2 separate regions of the Gasterosteus aculeatus genome follow, and region 1 is linked to region 2. A link is a contact called in public Hi-C data. All regions are on one chromosome and are shown on one strand. Each heading gives the region's core, a stretch centred on a gene start, on an enhancer-like site or on the middle of the called end of the contact. The rest is flanking DNA. Distances are from core to core; before and after follow the strand shown. Region 1 holds the start of fryb (furry homolog b (Drosophila)). Region 2 holds the start of b3glctb (beta 3-glucosyltransferase b).

Region 1 (7,064 bases), core at 4,321-6,820, 62 kb before region 2:
CCTCCGGTCTCTCTCGCCGCTCTGCGACCCAGCTGTGTGTCTCCGCTGTCAAGTGAGGAAGAAGGAAGGGATCCAATTCCAACAACAGCACCTTGATTGGGTGATGTGGGAGGTTATCTTATCCCCGGTCCCGATCACCGTCTTCTTTATACTTTTTCTCTCTCTCTGTCTGTCTCTCTCACTCTCTCTCTCTCTGGGGTTTTCCAGCCACCTCCCTCCTGTCACTCAGCAACCACGGAGCGGCTTCTTTCTGGGCTCGCTCAAAGTGAAGAAGTGTAGCACGGCATGCTTGTGCTTGATTCAAACAGCCAACACATGGACAGGTGGGCGGTGGCGTCTCTGCTCTCACTGGTCGAGGCTGTTTAGCCAGTTACAGTAAGCTCAATGTGTTAATGGTGTAGGATTACAGGGGGCAGACACACCCCTTTACGGAAGGTGGGGAGGTGGAGGGGGGGAGGGCAAAGCCAAAAACAAAGAATCCTGAACGCAGTGTTCTGTTAAAAGTCTCGATTAGCAGATGTATTTCAAAAACATATTTAAGCGGCCACATATTTAAATACTCATCTGTTTTACAAAGGTTGAAGACACACATACACGCAAAGTTAAACCGTAGAAGTTTTTCTTTATGACAAATAAACACTTCAAAAGCCAAATGACCTCATTGTGGCTTATCTACACAAACCATCTTAGAGGAAGTACGCCGCTGTGTTTTGGTCTGGCCGCCCCTAATTACATGTGGTCCTGTAATGCTGCCCAATATTCCCTCTCAAGAACACATGCACCTTCTGCCTCCACACTTCTTTTTCCCCAAAAAGGGAAGAGAAAGCCTTTTAACACTCACTGGAGGCACTGAGCCGGTCATAAGGTGAATAAAGGTGAATAAAGTCAAACAATCGTCACAATTGTGTTCATCCCGAATCGTACGCTCTCTTTCTCTGCAGGTAGGCTAGTTAGTATCTCTCAAGAGACACCTACCCTGAGGGGACTTCCTGCTGTTTATGACACTATTGTCATGACATCATCGCCTTGCCCCAAAGCTTGTATGTGTGTGTGTGTGTGTGTGTGTGTGTGTGTGTGTGTGTGTGTGTGTGTGTGTGTGAGAGAGAGTGAGGATTGGAAAAAAACAAATCTTTCCACCACCACGCACGTTTGAATAAACACAACGAATGAGCGACGGTGTAGATTATCTTAGAAAACATCTGTCTTAAAACTGTTCTCCGTATTTTTTGGAAAACAAGTTGATGCACATAAAACTTTTTGTTATTTAAATGGCAGATAACTTCCTCCTATCTTTATTAAAATATACCTTTTTAAGTGAGATTTCTTCAGGGACATTTTTAACAACTTCTCCGGCATCCACCTGGCCCGGGTATAGTTAAAGGATGGCCAACGAGCTCGAGGGCTGGGGGGGGGGGACAATGTGCCAAAGTCAGTTGGAGAGGCGGGCCGTCCCTCGAGGAAGTCACACAGCAAGTATTGAGGCAGACGCACTCGCTCTTACCCACAAACAGGAGGTTGCTTCTTTTTGTTTTCTTCCTTTCATTAACTGACAACCCCTGCGACCGACCGGTGAAAGAAAAACACAAAGGTTACCCAATCAACTTCAGGAATGTGTTGGCAAACATGAAGCAGGCCGCTGGGAGGAAGGAGGGGGTGATGACGGTAGAGACACGAGACAGAAGCAACGGCCATTCGTCGCTCGTTTGATACACAAGGTGCATTGATGACAAACAACACATATCATAATCTGTCCAACACAATAAGGTGAATAAAAAATATTATTTTGTATACCCCCAAAAATTCCCGCAAGGTCAATTCTCACACCACTCATAATCATAAAGATTCAATTTCTAAAGTAAGTATGTCGATGTTGCACATAAATCAGCCTGAACTTGAGTTAGGAGATGCCTTTTAGTAGCTGTACAGACATGCTCTGGGTGGCTGGGACAACAAACACACCCAAACAGACACACACACACACACACACACCACGGGCTAAGAATCTGGATGAACAGCAAAAGTGTCTTAATAACTATAATTTGTCCGCTGCCGCAGCGCCCAATCCCTTCACATACTCCTTTCTTTGTCTATGCCCTTTTACTCAGTACTTCATCCAAACCCAGACTGTCCCTCACATCCTCACAGTTTTATCATATCTGATGGTCTCCGTGTTTTTGTCTGTGGAGACGGAACGAGGAAGAGGTTGACTTGACAAAGACACAGCAGTGCCAATCGGACAGAAATATGAAACCATTACCTCGTTCTCGCAGGAATGTTTTAAGTCAAAAAGCAGGCCGCGAGAGATGTGCTTTTGATTCACTTGATATTAAGCCTTAGTTTGTGTTTAAAATTACCTGTTAATAAATCTAAGAAGTTCCCAACTGTGTTTACGGTTTACATCTGGGTTACAAGATGAGCCAGTAAGCATTCTCCAAAAAGCGTGTCCTAAATCAGTGCCACATCTGACCACTTTATAAAGCCTGTGACGAGAGTATTAGCTGCTAACGCATTTATGTTGAGCAAGCTTTTATTCAGGTATTTGTGTAGTAGGAGCTGCAGTTGGCAGGAGCACAGAAATGTGCGTCTCACTCCCCATCTCGCTCACAAACGCCCCCACAGAGCCTACTTTTAATGGGAGATATTGATAGCATATAAGTAACAAGTGTTTTTAAAATTCTGAATATTATCTGCGCACTATCAACTGACAAGTGCGCTCAGGGTTCCCACAACTAGAAAGTTATACTTTCACTTTTGCGCTGGTTGTTTGGAAACTGATTTTGCAACTTTCCTCTTGACAGGTGTTGAGCCTGAGGCTGCTGGTTGTTAGCTGCTATCAGGGCAGTTGTGGGCTTTCATTTTCACTTGAAGCTCTGAACCAACTGATGAAGACCGTAGACCTCTTGGAACCGAGCTTGGGCATAAGGTCATAAAGATAATCTAAACTAAAATTAACTGAACATATTTTGGGTATTTCACAGGTGTCGTCTCATGGAATGAAATGTACCAAGTACCACAAGTTGTAGCCGAGTACAACTGCTAACTATCATCATAGTCATAGTCAGGCCCACATCGGCTCTACTATGGTGCCCCCTTTAGTTCATTAGATGTATAATAATTCAGCTCATGCAACTCGTCACATTTGTGCAGTCCCACGTTAAATTATTCATTAAATGATTCATTCACCTATATTAGCCCATGATAAGTCCACATGCAAACACTATGCCCTGCAGCCTGTGGATATTGATATACAAAAAGGCGAAGGGGCTCTACATATAGAGAGAGAGTGATATGTGAAGAAGATCTCTGGGGTCTGTAATTTGCAGATTAATGCTTCCACTAACAGCCTCAGTGCCGTCAAAGCTAATATCAGTAAAACAACATTCCCCGACTAATTATGGGAAGTCCTAAAATCACATCCTAAATCAAACACCCCAAGACACACAAGTCAAATTAATTCATTCTCAACCAGACGTCTAGATAGTTACGTCAACACATGACTCAACCAGGCTCATCTGATTATTGATTACCTATTATTATCTGATAAGAGCTATTCTATTAGCAAAATTGTGGAAATGAGTTTGACAATAAAATAAAGCCCCTATCGCTTCTCCAAAAGCACCCGAGACAAAGCCAGAAAGGGAGTGTGGTGCCGAGGAATGCCAGTGTGCACCGACGTCTCTGTTTATGCGTGGACCGGGTTATGCAAGCCAGTGGGAGTGAGGTGCCGGCAGGTATCTATGGGAACCAAAGAGAGTTCATCCTCTGAGACCATGCTTCAGTGGGCAGCGAGGGTGGACTAACACAGTTTCTGTTCGGTTTCTTGCTCGTAGTTCACAGGGTTTACAACCGTGGACAACAAGACTGTCACTGCTGCAACCGCACTGTACCATCATGATTTAACTTCCAAAACAGGGTGTCATATCAAATATGACATTTGAGTATGGAAATGAATCTAGTGATTTGTGTCAACGTGGTCTCTGAAAGAGGAAAGAATCCATCGGTAAATCTAATATTTTTTCAATCATTTTCCTAACTATTTGTTTTATATGAATATTGTGATTAGAAAAGATGACTACATCTAAGTCAATGGAGAATCCTCACATTCTCTGAAACCCTTTATGTGGCTCCCCTGAATTCTTGCTTCACTGCTTAAAACAACCAGAGACAACTTCACGATAACACATCAAGGGAGTACGTCAACTGGAAGATGGGGGCAAAAAATAGAGAACCCCATATGGGAGTGAGGGGAAGCGCGGTGACACATGCTCTGTGAGTGTGTGTGTGTGTGTGTGTGTGTGTGTGTGTCACTCAGTCCAGACACAGAACAATGGAGCAAACTGGGTCGCCTTAACTGACCAGCAGTGCCAAACAGCTGGGGAGATGGAGAGGGAGATGACTGGGCTAGGAAGGGAGGGAGGGGGTGAATAATGAAGGAATAATTGACTTAAAATGGGGGCATGAATAGACGAAAATTAAAAAATTAAGCAAAGGAAAGAGGTGTGATAAACCATGATAATTAACTTCACTGGAAAGTCAGTGGTGTATATCTTTCCAGAGCGGCACAATATCAACCCAATAAAAAAAAATATATATATATATATGCAATTCATTTTTTTAAATATATATATATATATATATATATATATATATATATATATATATATATATTCAATATACGTGCAATACCAAGAAATTAAACAGCTCGGAATAGAGCTGTATAGAGGAGTGCACGTGAATAATACATGACGTAAAATGATGTAAATATTCACTGAAGCCTCTCCGTTAATTCAAAAAACTAGCTTTTCATTTCCACAATGAGGAGGGGGAGGAGGGGGAGAATAATGCATTGACACACCACGAGATGTCGTGTACCGTGTTTACTAAAGCCCACGGTGCGTGTGCGTTAGCCACCCCCGGCAATGGTGACACCGGCTGGGTCGTAAGCTAACGTCATAAGTCAGCACGGTGGCGCATGTTAGCATTATCTCCCACCACCGTTGCACACCAAGTGTGTCTTTTACAACCGCCGCCTCGGACCAACACGAAGACTGTTGCCCGGCTCGTCCGCCCCACGAAGCGACGCGGCTTTGTTCGCCGTGTGAGTCCTACCAAGGAAACGCGGAGGGTGTTTAATTATAGGTTGCTCACATTTAATTGCGCGTAAAGTGCCTGTCGAACACCATCACCAGCGACGCCTGTAGTTAGCTAACTCGGTACCGTTAGCCTACGAGCTAGTTCGACCCCCCGTGATAGTTAACGTTGTATCGATGTTTATGCGAGACGTTGCTCGGTTTGCCTTTGTAGTCAACACAGCACCATTAAAACAGCACCGGACACGGCTTTAAAACGACATTAAACCCAACTGTACCTTGTCTGCGTCGACTGTGGCAACTACGGGACCATATCTTGGCACTGGTTCTTTGTTTATGTGATGTAGTGGCCTGTTTTCATCAATCCGTTTCGTCTCTCTCCTCCGGTAGTCGTGCTGCCCCGGCTGACAGCACTACTGCTGGGGATGACAGGGCCCCGCCCTTAGCAACCAATTGGATGGCGAGGATCTCGAGGCGCAGACTGTGCACGTTTCCTATTGGCTGTTGGCGGTGTCCATCGACGTGTCGCTAAGGATGCAACAAGGTCCAAGGGTAGAACACCTGCCAAGGCGGGATGCTGAGCACCGCAGGTGCAGTCAAATGAAGTGATGAAGGGGCTGTAGAAAAAGAAAAAGACACGAGAACAGACGCGTTTCCCACAGGCTGCTGCACAAGAGCAAGAGACGAAATGGACCGCTTCCCTTTGACGATAGAGTGAAATCAACATGTTCTTCATAGAGTAAGTCTCCTTCTTGGTGTTATCGTGTGGGGGTTTTCTACACCACCCATGTTTCAAAAGTATTCAAATGTATCAAATCAATTAGTTAACAGAAGGTTGCTGAAAAAAAATCTGTGCATTAGGAATCTGTCGTATTGCATACATGCTCATTCTCAACCAACTATATGATAAAGTTTTGATCATGGTCATGGGAAATGCAGTTTTGAGTCATAATATAATGTAAAATGAAAGAAACTGATTTCTGTCCTCAACGGTAAATGTTACATTCAGTTTGGAGTATGAAAGCTCTACCATTTTTAAGAAGAACAGGGAAGTGGGTCAGTGCTTCATCTCTCTATTGGGTGCAGGTACTTATAATTTTAGAACAGAATTGTTCGTTTAGCGTGAGTATTGCGTGTTTTTGTTTGTGCGTGAGTGTGTGTGTGTCTGTGTGTGTGAGGGAGTGAGTGAGCAAGTGTGTGTGCATACTGGTGTCTTCTTTGTCAGCTTGTTCCATTTTTTTAGGGGGTAAATGTTTTAAGGTACTTGAGGTTTGGTCTCTTTTTTTTCTTTTATTAACCCAGTCGAAGGGCGATATCTGTGTGGATGCAAATGAACATAAAATCACCAACAAACCTCTAACAAACACGTTACATAACAAACACCAACAAGACAGACTCCAGATGTTGTACAACAAATATAAACCTGCACAGAAACAATAGTCCTTATTTCATGAGAGTAATTTTCACTCCTTGGCATACTGCTTTAGAAATCAGCACACCTATATAACGTCCTGGTTGTCTTTTACCATTATCTGGTTCTTGATTGTCCTTGAATCAAACTGTAAAAAGGCAGCAAAAACAAAAGTATATTATACAGTTTATCAGTATAAAAAGTATAAATAGAGACATAAAACGTAATTCCAGCTGATGTCGCCCAGTGACAAAAGATCCGAACCGAACAAAGTCCTGATGTACGGATTAGTGAATTGCGCAGCATGCTGTAACTGACCATTTTAATCCAGTTCAGGTCAGTCATGCAATCAGGAGGTCTAAAAGTATGACTTAATGGTAGCAAGATGCTGCAGCACATTGGCTGTGATTTAGAATTAGCACAAAGCACATAGTGTACCGCATATCTTTTGTTATGTGTCTTTGTATTTTGTGATGGACCCCCCCCTCCCCTTGTGTTGCACACTTAATTCAGTTTCAATTGAAAAGTACATGCAGATGGGTTGCAAAAAATGTCAAGTAAAC
Region 2 (6,843 bases), core at 1,809-4,308:
GGTCTCTAGCCTCTGTACGTGCTACTCGCTATTATTCATTTCAATTGGGTTTCTGCACCATGTATTGTAATGGTGTCTACCACCATAACACTGAAATGAATGAATGAATGAATGAAGGTTTTCCCTCAGCCATGGTCACATTGTCAAAAAAAAAAAAAAAGAGGACAGAAAGACATGAGTGACACATTCATGCATACACACCTCCGGAGCAGCAGCGAGCTGAGAGCCCAGCCTGCTGCGGGGTCAGGGTAACTAAAGGAACCGGGGTCCTCGGAGAACGCATAGTGGTGGATAATGGAGGGCTCGTTGTCATGGAGACGCTTACCCAAAAACCATTCCTTAGAGTTGGGGGGGAACAAAAAGGTAGACAGGGCACGGTGATATGAAAAGAAAGTAGCTCGTTCATTTTCCAGGCATTACAAAGTGTAATAAGTTCTCCAGTGCGGAAAACCAGATCATCTATAGGACATTTTGCAAAAACAGAACCTGTAGCCAGCGCCCGTCCAGGGTCGTGCATCTCACCTCTTGGACTTGATATCTGTTGAGGACCTGCAGCAGCTTAGCCAGCGTGATGCTGGTTTGCTCCTCTAGGAAGAAAAACCAGGATGCTGATAGGCCGTAAGTGGCGGAGAGACTGGAAAGATCCACACAAAGTCATTAACGGCATGCATACATTTCACCCCAAACGAATCATTACAGCTGAAATCATTTAAGCCATATTGAGTTTAATTTGATTATTTTGTTTACCATCTCAATATGTCTCTATAAGACTCACTTAGGAAGCAAAGGGAGGATGCTCCAATCCCGTTCAAACGTGGACAGCTCATGGAGAAGAAGAACGACTGGAGCTCCCTGCATGAAACAAAACAACTCAATTTGAAAATGTGTTTTTGTGTGCACCGGAGGGACGGGAGACCAGAGTAAAACAACAAGTAGACAACAGTCGGGTCGAACTGGCACGATGTGCATTAAAGTAAAAAGAAAGGAAGTACTCCACTTGAATTTTGAACGAGTAAAATAGCAAAACAAATAAGTAAAAACTGGGGACCGGGAGTTCTGGGAGATTTACCAGAAGTATGTATTACTATTTTTTTGTCTCAAAATCTAACGTAACACCATGATACATAGTCCACTGACATGATCATCCAAATACACCCGGACATCCTGGTGGGCATCGACTGGCGAAGCCTTTGATGGAGACCGCGGTGAGTAGCAGCCTCTGCTTGGAGGTGCAGTTTTTTTTCGGTGTAGTTCTGACAATGGTGTGCTGAAAAGTAGGGCAGGGGGAGCTCCTGTGACTCCCTCCTTCCCTGAGTGACTCACGCGCATCTCGTCCAGGCAGGTATTCTTAGCACTGACACAGTCGCGAGGATTAACGAAAGTATTGCCAAAAATAGGTGTGAAATGAACGCCAATGTTTACTTCCGTCTCGTCTCTGCAGAGATCCAGCCCCTCATTCAATTGCATCCATGTTCAACAGCGAAAGAGCGACCTGAAGCGACGTTAATAGTTTTTTGATTCATGACAATGACGAGACCAACGAAAGCAACGTGTCAATATTAAAAGCACTGTAAGGAAATCTAGCTAACATTCAGAGAGTTGATTGCTAATTTGCCCGCCCTCCATGACATAAATGACACTAGATGCACACGTAATAGTCACAAAGTATGGTCACATTGTGTCCCAGCAGACATGCCTCACATTGAAAGTTCACATGCGCCCCCCCCCTTCTCAAGTCCACTTCGGATTGTGAGGGAGCAAAATGGGGGTTTTTACCAGCTGCTGTAAGTGCGGCGGTAAGAGGTGGGCGAAAAGAGCTGAGAAGCGACTCTGTAATGAGGTTGGATGATGAGGCTGTAAAATACGCTGCATTGACAATGATCTCTTGGATTAAACGCCTGCACTTACGGCGAGTAACACAAGGGCCGTGTGACAAGCCTGTAAAAAGAAAACGGTTTATCTCTCCCTTTAAATCCAATACCGGGAAAAGATGCGGCTGTGAATCTGTGTAAACAAGGCAGTAAAACTGAGACGCATCATGACTGATATCCACGACGAGCTGTGTGTCAAAATACTCCTTCAGTGTCAACAAATAAAAGAAGAGTCAGACAAGGAGTTGTCAACATGTCATAAGTGACCTTTAATCCCCGTCCCGGGTAAAAAAACTAAAAATGTTTAAATGCAAGACGCACAACCTGCCCTCATTCAAAACATCGTGCTAGTCGAGTAGCATCTCTCTGGTATAGACATCCAACCCACAGAAAGCTTTCACACACACACACACACGCGCCTGTCAGCGCGCAGAGATGATTGTACCAACCTCAACATACCGTCATTAATCACTAAATTTTTCTCTTTTCAGCAGTAACAGTTTTCACAGCGTGCAGTCGGATTTTACTTAATCAATTTCCCCACACAGATAGTCCCTCATTCAGTTTTGAGGCAAATGAGTTGGCTTCATTATTCTGAAGCCATAACACGACAAATGAAACGTTGTTGTCAACACTCTGAATGGAACATTAGGCCAACAGAAGATCACCTAGCGTATTAGATGTGGTTCCTTTTGGATATAGCAGTAGAAATAGTGGGGGTTCTGAACGACCCCCTTTACAAAATTACGATGGCCGTATAGATGGCGGAGGTAGAACCGTTGCTGCGGTCCAGTTACAGAGAGTGACAGGGAATGACTATAAGAGGCTGGGAGTGGGTCAAATTTAAGCTGACTACAGCAAAGATGGGGGGTGGGGTACATATGTGTATTTCATATAGTTTATGAATCCTCTTCACAGCTTCATGTCTGATTTTCTGGATTGAAAATGAGTTTTGAGGGATAATACAAGATTATTTCACAATATACCCATAATTCAAAGGAGAATCAGCAATTCTGGGTGTCTACTCTCAGGACCATATGCCTGTCCTCTCATTGCACTCGGGTCCATAACAAATTCGTTTTTCCAGCTACTCTTCAGGCACAAATGTGTAAATAATAGTAGCATGAGAGCAGAGGGCCTCATTTCCTCTCAGCTTATTGAGGGGAGCTCTGAGACAAGGAGGACACCTAATGGTGCCGATGTAACGTTGCAGCAGTGCAAAAGTACCACATTCAAAATGAAACTCCCTACAGCGTTATTGTTCCTTTATTGCCAGCAAACCACATTTCATGCACATAATAGAGATATTAATTGTGCACAATTCTTGGACTGCTGTTAAACCCACTTGATGTGTTGAAGTAACTGAAATAAAGCCTCCGTATTAAACTATAGCTGCTCCTGTGTTTTCCCCTACGAGATTACAAATTAATTTAAAATCAAATGCAGATTAGATTAGACCGCTTTGTAATCCATCATCCATCATCCTTGAAGGAAATGCCAGTATGGATAAATGATAAATGAATGGACGCTGAATAAAACAGTATTATTGGATTTCATTGAGTTCCTTTAACCGCTCTGACTTTTAAAAGAAATAAATAAAAAGTACATGCATTTGATCTTGAGCCATTAGATTAAAATGGAGATTCGGCCTGCTAGTTACCCGTTGCCATGGTGAATCATGGATCGGGGCCGTATTGATAAATGTTCTTTGAACACAAAGACTTTACTTGGAGTGAACAAAGCTGAGCAGCTTTTCTGGAACTAAAACCCCAGAGTTTCCCATTTCACAGTCAGTGAACTCAGAGGTCACGGTTAGAGGTCAGAGTTACTTAGAGCTGCTTTCTGAAACAGGGCCAAGAACGGAGATATAAAGCTCGGCGACGGAGCTAATCCGGTGTCTGCCAGATGTTACCTGCCCAAGCTCAGCGGCCCGCTGAAGTATCTCCACCTTCCTCTCACCAGCTCGGCGTGCGTGGAAGGAGTTCCTCTGGCTCTGGATCACTAACACCACGTCCGACAATCCTGCAAAAAGACAGAAATGGTAGATGGACGACAAATGAGGAAACCCAGAGAGACGTGACAATTAAAGAAAACAGGGCATTTGGGAAAATACTCTTATTCGTCTTCCTGCCAAGTAAACTTCACAGCGATGACGAAGATGAAGAGTACACAGTTTGTGCTTTTAGTAGTCTGCAACAAATAATCACGTGCATTCCTTGATCGGTTTCTCACAGACAGAATGTCAGACCATCCGCCGCCAAAAAAAATCCCTCACTCACCAATAGAGGCGTGTGATGCGTCCTCCTGGCGCTGTGCGGCCTGCGGTGGGGTCCAGAGGGAGACTCGTTAGCTCTCACACACACACACACACACACACACACACACACACACACACACACACACACTGCAGCGCCTCATGACGAAGCACAAGCACGGCGGCGATCTGGGGCACTCACATGGGCACGGCCTGTAGGTCCTTCTTCTGCGGAGGCACCTTGAGGCAGCAAGAATGATGAATTACATCATCAAATGTATGAATTAGTGACGCAAATGACCGATTCATCTCGGAGTGGATTAGACGATCCGTCAGAGGGGAATCAATTTACAACAGAAGTCGTACTTAAAGCAAGAAGAATGAATGTGTTCTTTTGAGCTCAGGCGCTTTCCAGGCACTCAAATATAAATAAAAAAACAAATAGACGCATAAAACCAACAAGGTGAATGATTGGCCCGGTAGTAAGCAAATATAAGTCAGTATTCTCTTGACGTAAAGCATACGATAAACGACTGAATATTAATGCATAAAAAGGCACCGCTTCAATAAAAAAAGAATCAATAAACGATGCCAACTTTCAACATCTTGACGCGTCTTTTAGAACGTGACATGTGATGGTGCAAGCAGGAAGCCAGCAGTAGCAGGTTCAAAGGTTGCTGTAGACTTCTTGTATCACTGTCAAGGATATCAAAGAGAGACTTTAAAGCCACGACACCTTAAAGCAGACTTTGAAATCACAGCTAGAGCTACTCATCAGTGTGTTGGTTTGTGATGGTAAACATATGCGCTGGTATCTGCACTGCCGCTCACACATCTGGCTGGTTTGATGTATTCTCTTTGTATGCAGTAAGTACTGTATGTGTACCACCAAAGGGGCAAAACAAACCATCAGCGGTCTATGAATGAGTGGAACTAATGGAGCTATAAGAGAAAAGAAAATGAATAACATTAAGAATTATATTTCTTTAGGGATACCTACCGTTGTATTGCATATCTGGTTATATCGATACTATTGAAACATTTCCATCCGAATCAGTTAAAATGTCTATTTCATGAATATTACAGGAAATGCACAGGCGTAACTAGCATCATGAATAAATGACATCCCACCATTTGAGCCATTGAATTGTTTAGAATTCACGTCACATCACATCTTTTCATATAAAAGACAAAAAGGGGTCTCCATCAACAAAATTAAGGTCTATGACAACACCAATGATATGATATGTGTTTGTCAAAACATTGTATTATAAATCCCAGACTAAAACAAATTAGTGTTTCCAGTTTCTATTTCAAACTCCCTGCACGTCCACGTCACGCCCCTACGGCGGTTTTCAATTAGTTTTTCCTGATTAGACCTCCTCTCAGGACTCCGGTGGCCTTCACACACTGTGTTTGATGGACATTTCCCATCAGCCTCCCATCAGCCCCATCACATTTCTTTGCTCATGTTAGCTCAGGGTGACGTATTAAATACCCTTTGTAAATCTGAGCACAGACCTCGTTCGCCACCGTGAGACATTTTTAAATGATTGCTGGCTGATATTAATAGTCCACTATTATAGGGATGTAAATTACCTCTCCGTTGCATTTATAATTCATTCAAAGGAAATGGTGACTATAATTCCCCGGGGTTACAGACAAATTATGTGCTCATGGAGCGGACACCAACTCTCCCCAGAGATTTATGAGTTTTATGTAAACTGAAGCCAGGAATGCAATCCAAAACCGGGTATTAAATCGGTGCCAAAGTAAATATAGATCACAGCAACGACTGACACCAACAATGTCTGTGTTCTTCGTTCTTTATGAACTTTGCTCAGGAATGTTATTTATTTTATTGATATTTTAGTGTTCAGGACTTTATATTGTGACATTTTACTGTTGGAAAAAAAAACAATATGTCACATCTAAATTGTAATTTATCCTAATTCTCTTCCGATTCGTTTTTTAAATCCTTTTTTGTTAAACACTTTATTATTCATCAGCCATGACTAATGATTAGGGTGGATCCTAAAGACACTCATCCACACCTTTAAGCCATAGTAGGTGTCTTACACTTGCGGACCATGCAGCGGTTGCAACCTGCCCCCAAAACTCACTTTCTGTGCATTCAAACGGCCTCTTCTTTACAAACCCCATCGCATCGTCTGCATGTCGCGGGGCACCAACTTATTTACCGTTAAACTATCGTCCGTTTTGAATTTCAAAATAAAGCACAAAATACTCAATTTTTTGTAATAAACCAAAGACCTGTCACTTAAAAATAACTCAATTGATAGCTTTGGGGGTAAATAAGTATATTTTTAAAAAACAGAATGCACTTAATGTCTGGTAAAATTATAAACTAACCAGACATTGAAGGCAAAAATCAATCGCTTCCGGTTTTCTCCTCGTGCCATTCGCAGCGCGTCCTGCTGTAGCGCTAGCGGCGCCGCTAGCAGCGTCAGCCGCAGCGGGGCACCGAGCCCACTTACCGAGGCAAAGGAGAAGCAGGGCGACCGCTTCGCCTCCCTGTAGCGCATTCCGGCGAGCCATGGTGCCCGTGTCCGCTGTTCGACCCCTGAAAGAACCGTCTTTTTTTACGGCTAAAATGGTTAGCTTCACCGCCTCAGTGACAGAACAGCGTCTGACTGCAGTGGGTGTTATTGAAGAGCTGCAGTGACCTCTAGCGGTCGCTGTTTGAATAATTACTAG

The links. A called contact is a pair of places that touch in the nucleus more often than the background predicts.
Region 1: a contact with region 2 is called in a Hi-C map of skeletal muscle, with 6 times the contacts expected there. The contact joins the promoter of fryb here to the enhancer-like site in region 2. A contact is called at or near these places in 2 of 6 Hi-C or Micro-C datasets (skeletal muscle and whole body).

The regions. Positions count from the first base shown.
Region 1 is chr7:23,489,024-23,496,087 of fGasAcu3.hap1.1, reverse strand. It overlaps fryb (furry homolog b (Drosophila)), which reads right to left and starts at 5,570. Exons shown (of 66, transcript XM_078106551.1): 1 at 5,369-5,570.
Region 2 is chr7:23,424,451-23,431,293 of fGasAcu3.hap1.1, reverse strand. b3glctb (beta 3-glucosyltransferase b) reads right to left here and starts at 6,840. Exons shown (of 15, transcript XM_040182322.2): 1 at 6,624-6,840; 2 at 4,328-4,365; 3 at 4,151-4,190; 4 at 3,784-3,893; 5 at 776-852; 6 at 523-634; 7 at 202-338. The coding sequence starts at 6,684. Within about 2 kb of position 3,058, at least 2 of the 9 cell types and tissues checked have open chromatin away from gene starts, as enhancers often do.